Regions from separate parts of the Bicyclus anynana genome. Here region 1 is linked to region 2. The links are chromatin contacts, called in public Hi-C maps. All regions are on one chromosome and are shown on one strand. Each heading gives the region's core, a stretch centred on a gene start, on an enhancer-like site or on the middle of the called end of the contact. The rest is flanking DNA. Distances are from core to core; before and after follow the strand shown.

What was found. Hi-C and Micro-C count contacts between places; a contact is called where the count stands out from the background.
Region 1: a Hi-C map of whole larva shows a contact between it and region 2, with 4 times the contacts expected there. The contact joins the promoter of LOC112045229 here to the promoter of LOC112045194 in region 2. A contact is called at or near these places in 2 of 2 Hi-C or Micro-C datasets (whole body and whole larva).

Annotation. Positions count from the first base shown.
Region 1 is chr7:15,308,008-15,311,337 of ilBicAnyn1.1, forward strand. LOC112045229 (E3 ubiquitin-protein ligase Hakai) reads left to right here and starts at 1,992. Exons shown (of 9, transcript XM_052882347.1): 1 at 1,992-2,381; 2 at 2,468-2,727. The coding sequence starts at 2,517.
Region 2 is chr7:15,161,811-15,165,380 of ilBicAnyn1.1, forward strand. It overlaps LOC112045194 (protein transport protein Sec24A), which reads right to left and starts at 1,335. Exons shown (of 16, transcript XM_024081289.2): 1 at 1,167-1,335; 2 at 1-989. The coding sequence starts at 978.

The sequences.
Region 1 (3,330 bases), core at 742-3,241, 150 kb after region 2:
AGCTTTTGCTTTCAAATAGAGACTCTACTGAAACTAAATGTATTTCTATTTTAGGCTGAGTCTAAACTATTACCAATACGCTAAAAGCTTAAAGTAAACTGAAGCTGCAGACTACCTGAATAAATAATAATAGTTACATTCTGGTAGATATATTATTTATTACATAGATTGAATATCCAATAAGAGTCATAAGACTTTCGTGAATTCATGTGTTATCGTTAAATACATACTTAAAGAGATAGATATAATTTGTTATATTCTTGTACTAATGTCTAGTTCGGACTACTTTGGTATTTTAGTCGAGTACGATGGATTTTTGGGCGGTAGCAAGTAGTTTAGTATGCTACTCGACTAAAATGCTAAAGTAGTCCGAACTCGGTCGAAGGCTTTAAGCCTAGTTGCATAATACTTAGTAGTTAGCATAGGTCAAGAGATATGGAAATCTTGACCTAGGCCAAGAGCAAAGGGACACCTTCATTTTGCTCAAAATAAAACACGGTTTGATACTACTTACCATTTTAAAGACGGGATATAAAGCAGCAGCACCATTCACTTCAAGGTCAAGAGGAATGCCGAATCCGATTAACCTTCAAACACGATATTTATAGACGTCGAACACCAGTAGGTAGGTACTGCAAATGTAGGTACCTATTTCATACAGTATTAAGAACATCATAAATTGCTTGCGGCTATCTTTAAAACTTATTAATTGCTTCCTCAACTTTTGCAGCTGTTTTATGGTAAATAAATCACTGATAGACAAAGATTTTATACTATTATAATTTATAGATAGATAAATTAAATACATAATGTAAAAACTATATATACATATTATATCTATCTATCTGTATCTGTATCTATATCTATCTATATATCTATCTATATCTATATCTATATCTATATCTAATTCTATAATTATTCGCAATTTGAAATTTTACTTATACTATTTGTAAAACCAAACGTTACCGTGGCATAACGGACGCCAGCGCCATCTAGAATCTATACTTATAATACGAATTCTGTACATTTTGTACATTCTGTACATTTTATACATTCTGTACATTGATGATATTTTCAAAATTTTTGTTGGGGGGCATTATACAATCAATACTGAAGCTAAAAATATTTTTTTTTCGATTTTTTGTCTGTCTGTCTGTTCGTGTTTTTTTGTTATTCGGGCATCACGCTGAAACTACAGAATGAATTCAAATGAAACTTGGCACGGTTATAATACGGAGAAGGTTATAGGATATTTTTTATTGCGAAAAGAAAATGAAAAGGGGGTGAAATACGGGTTGAAAGTTTATATGGAAAGTCCTTCGTTTGTAGAGCTACAGTTTCTTCATAAATCATAAAAAAAATACGAAATATAATGGGGATTCAAAAATTTGAAATCTATAAAGTGGTGAAATAGGGCTTGAAAATTTACATTGATTTCAATGCGGACAAAGTCGAATTGTAATTAACAACAAAACGAAATGTAATTAACAATAATTTAATTAAAAACTTAAGAAAAAAGTTTATTTAAGCAGATGTCAAAGAGACGCGTGACCACAGATCACTATAGACTAGAAACGCGTGACGTTTATTTTTTTTCGTGGGTTTTCCGGCTGCTTGTAAAGACTCGTTCTGGACCTTTCTTTGTTCTGTGGCATTAAAAAGACCTAGAGCAACTTCTTTCTCTTTGCCTAGAACGGAAGAACCTAGAACCTTTACCTTTACTTATATGTAATCAAAGAACGTAGTATCTATTAGTATGTAGTAGGTAGAACCGTAGAACCCTAAGCTGAGACTGAGAAGTGGCTTTAAAAACAACAAACGTTTTAGCAAACAAACCAAACAAACGCTGGCACTGGCAGTTTCTGTTTCTTTTTTTCAAACATTTTTGTCAAAATCTGACATTCATTTGTCGTCTGTGGTTGGTAAAATCTAATTTATTGACATTTCTAGTCTATAGTGATCTGTGATTGACATGACATGACATTTGCTAATGTGTTATGTGTTTGCTAAGTTTGTTTTGTTCGTTGTCTGTGGTAAAGTATTGGAATTTGAGAGTTTGAGACTTCGAAAATGTAATTTTGCCTATATTTTTCTAATTTGTTCCTGATTTACTGAATAAATATTGTATATATTTGTGTAATTATATTAACCTTATTTGGAATAATCGCACATTTAAAGTTATTCAAGTTCAAGTTAGGTTAGCTTGGTTTGGAAATTGAAGCTGTGAATTGCACACGTCAAGTAAAAATAAACAAATAACGAGAAAAGACAGGTTAAGAACATATTTATTAATTTCGTTTTAATAATTTTGTGAATTTTTCAAAAAGGCCAAGTAAATAATCACAAGATTTTTTCTTGTTTACAATTTAGCGTCAATTGCGGTAAGATCATAACAGGTCTTAATAAAATGCTTTGATTTATATTCTATAATGAGAAATGAGAAACATAAATTTACTACATATTACAGATCCGTAAGTTAAAGTTGAGTGAGAGAGAAGAGTTTTTGAAGCACTAAAATGAACGGTGAGAAGAGAAACTCCCGCGGGAGGGGTAGAGGTCGAGGACGGGGGAGGGGACGCGGTCGAGGGCGCGGGAGGGGCAAGAAGGTGGCCAAAGTGATGTCTTCTGATGAAGAAGAGTGCTCTGTTGAGGAGACTGTACAGGACCAGGAGGAAGCCATGGTAGAGGATGTTAAAGAGGAGCCACAGCACAATGAACCTGTTAAAAGTAAGCATTTTTTTATTATACACTTTAGCAGCATGCCTGTTCAAGTTAATAATATGACGCCTACATCATAGTCTGTGTGATATGGATAATTAGAAAACTCCGAAGTGGATTTACAATGTCATCATCAATTATTGACATTGATTGTTCTTTCATCAGACACTTCAATAATCCTCTTTCCCTTGCTCTTCTCCAGGTGACTCCTGCAGTCTGTCTGAGGTCATCCTCATGTCATTGACAGGGGTGACTTGTTTTCCTTTTTTGTGTGCTAGGATACCACTGTCACTTCTCTGGTCCACTTATCTCTTTTATCCTGTATGAAGTGTCCTGTCCACTTCCTCTTATAAGCTTCTTAATTGTTACTGCCACATCTCTCACCTTGATCTTGCTTCGAATAGTGGAGAGTCTGACTTTGTTTTCATATTTTTCTCGGCCAGAACCCAAGTTTACCAACCATAGGTTAAGCATGGCAAAATGCAGGCATACTTTAGACTTGTTTGTTATGTGGATATATTTATTTTTCATAACCTTTTTAATAGACCAGTAGCTTTTCCAACTCTTGCATGCTTCTGTCTATTTCCTTTGTGTTTTGTACTATTGATATTT
Region 2 (3,570 bases), core at 85-2,584:
ACTCATTGGTGGCAATAGAGGTGCACTTTGTAATCCTGGTTGACTCATTGGAGGCATTGATGGGAGACCACTTTGCATTGGTGGCATATTTGGTACAGAAGGACCATTATTGTACTGGTTTTGAAGTTGTGGTGGTCCACTCTTTAGGCCAGGTTGACTTCGCAAAGGCCCAGATGGTAAACCTTGAGGGGCTGTTTGGCTAACCATTGGTGCAGACATTGGTGGTAGACTTGGGCCATTCACTAAGCTGCCTCTTGGAGGACCTATAGTTGGTGCATAGTTAGGTATACTTGAAGGAGGAAGGGATGAAGAACCAAGTGTTAGTGGACTATTTCTAGGACCATTCAAAGGTCCACTGTATGGAGTATTTGGTTGGTTTATTAAACCAGAAGGCACAGAAGTTGGCGGCCTCTGATTAGCAAGTGCAGGATTTACTGGTGAATGGCTATTTGTTGATTGGTTTGTTAGTGGAGGTGGGCTAAAGCTGGATGATGGAGGATACTGGTTTATTGGTCTTTGATTAGGCCCCGACATTGGACCATTTGTAATAGGCTGACTAAACTGACTAGAGGGAACTAAAGGGGGTGCATTGTTGTTTATCTGATGCTGAGTGTTGGTTGGGTATGGTGATGACGATGGGACAGTATTAGGCTTAGAATGCACACTGGGATTATTCAATGGAATGTTCTGGACGTTTTGCATAGGAGGTTGATTACTAATAGGTTTAAGCGGTCTCATTGGTGAACTTGTGGGAGGCATCACTCCAGGTTGGTTGAACGCTGGGGAATTGCTTGCACTTTGATTCAAATGATTTTGACTGTTAAATCCTGTCACTGAGCCTTGTTTGTTTGAATTTCCATCCTGATTGACGCCCCCTGGTAACTGGCTCAACGGAATCTGGTTAAACTGTTGGAAAACTCCAGGATTCGTGTTTTGTTGGCCGGGAACATTATTGTACGTGTTTGGTGGATGAGACATTGCTTGTCAATCTGGAACGACAAATGCAAATAAATATAAATAAATCCACGTACACCCTTACTTCAGGCTCACGAAAACAATCTCTGTTAATGTTTGTATTGTGATAATAAACTTGATATCGACAAGGATGTTTAATTAATGCTAATTCACTAAGAATGACGGAAGGACGAACGCACTTCGCGACTTACCGCTCGAACGGCGACTTTTGAACTTGGAAAACTTTGCACACGCGTTTGCGTTGTTAAACCATTCTCACATATTAACACAGAGGCCAAAAGTAACGTGATAAATTAAAACTGTGAAGGAAAAACGACCCTGACTTACGTGGCCGAGCGATTACAAGCGCCCTCTACTGGCGCAAAAGATTGATCTTTTGACAATTGATTTTGACGTCAATTGCGTTTTGTTAACACAAATTGCATCTCCCAAAAGAAATAATATTTTAATCGAAAAAAAATATTATTATAAAAACAAAAGACCCGATTGCATAAACGTAATGAACTGAAAAGAGAAAAATAAGAATCACAATAACTACCTAGAGTTCTGACCTCAGATCAATTATTGTATAGGACCTGCCTCGCTAGACGTTACTTTTCTGGCAAAATAAATGATCAACGGTCTAATGCGATTATAAAAAATGTCTCTATAGAATCGATGTTAAATAGTTGTAATCGTGTTCGTCGGTTAAAGAGCTCCGTAAAAATACCTTTTTGTGTAATTGAATTGTGTTAAAACGGACAAAAACTTTTAGTTTAGTAAAAGATACATGCCAAATCTAAGCTCGTTTTTTTTTTTCAGAAAATGACAGACTATTTTGTTCCTGACTATGAGTGCGATACAGGTCGTTCTATAATTGGTCTGAGGTTCTGACTAATACAGCAGGCGAGTAGCCTATTCTCTATTTGCTGCATGCGGTGACAAAGGACATTTCATAAAATGGGCCTGTTTACTATTTATAATTTATAAGCAGGTCGATAGTATTTTTTATGGATAGAAGATACAAATTGCTGTTGAGAAAATTTTTTTTTGTTTCGCTCTCTTGTATACAAATTAAACATAGACAATAGAGTTAAAGTGTTCAAAACAAAGAATAACTAAATTAGTCGAAGGAGGTTCAAAACAGCCAATAAAAACACCTGGAATCATCCTGGAATTGAATTCATAACACATTCTTAACCAGTGTAAGCTGTCAATGTCATGTAATATCGTCAAATGTCAATAGGACACAAGTTAAAAAGAAACATTAAATTGTAGACAGAGAAGAAATAAACAAAAAAAAAACTGCTTTTTTAGCCATAAACGAACGCAAACGAACGCTACTATGCGAAGATTATCTTTTTAGCCGTTTGTGGCGAAGATCATTATCAATCTGTCAGGGTGTGAGTTGCAAGCATGTTGCCATGATAAAATTTCTTAATTAATGTTTTCAGCTAATGAAAAAAATACATTTTATTTAATTAATTAAAAAAAATGCGGGTTCCAAAAATGTTTTTATTATGGGTTTTAAGCCCTATATTGGAGTAGGGTAGGGGTAGGGTAGGGCAGAGGTAGGGTAGGGGTAGGGCAGGGGTAGGGTAGGGGTAGGGTAGGGGTAGGGCAGGGGTAGGGTAGGGGTAGAGGTAAAGAAGGGTAGAGTAGGGATAGAGAACAAGTGCACTTATGTCAAAACGAAGCTTGACCGGGTCCGCTAGTATGATAGATACTATAGATACCTACTACAAACCACCGCAAAAAACAATCACCAAACAAAACAATGCCAACAGAAAACAGATAAATAATATGCACAAAAAAACCAAATATTATCAAATTTACGTTTATTTCGGACTATTAATATACCTAATGCCAATTTATAAGATATATACAAATGGGTTGACAAGTCTTTCCCTCCGTTTATCCACCGGGGATATTATTTCCACCGACGTGCCCATGCGCGGTGAGTGGATAAAACGAGTGTGGGGGATAAACGTTTTATCCTCTCCCCGTGGATAAATTTCTCCCTTGCCCGTGCTAGCCCTGCAGGAGTATGAAGAATAATTGTACCAAGTTTCCTGAAAATCCGTCGTGTAGTTTTTGTTTCTATAACGAACATACAAACAGACTTTTTTATTTATCGATTGCTAATCACACCCTGATGGTTATTTTGGAAATATATTTTATGTACACAATTGACCTCTCTACAGATTTATTATAAGTATGTATGGATACGTAGGGGAGAGCGGGGCTGAAAGTGCCGCGGTTAAATTGTGCCGACACGAATATCTCGAAAACAGAAAGAGATATATATATATTGTATAAAAAAATGTCAAACGCACGCCCCATGATTGTCTAAACAATATAAAAATTCTTAATTGCGGCTGCCTGTAAAATCTACAACTCATAAATCGTTTTGACTTATTCCCTACCCCTATCCTATTCTACTCCCACCCTACACTAACCCTGTATACATTCTACTCTATGCCTACCCCTATTCAACTCGTACTCTACCTCTACCCGAGTATCGTAAGTGCGTCTCCTGGTTCTTCCTACCTCCCTACCACTTTCAGCCAAATCGGTTCGTTCTTGAGTTAAGCGGCGAATATGCAACTTTTTTCT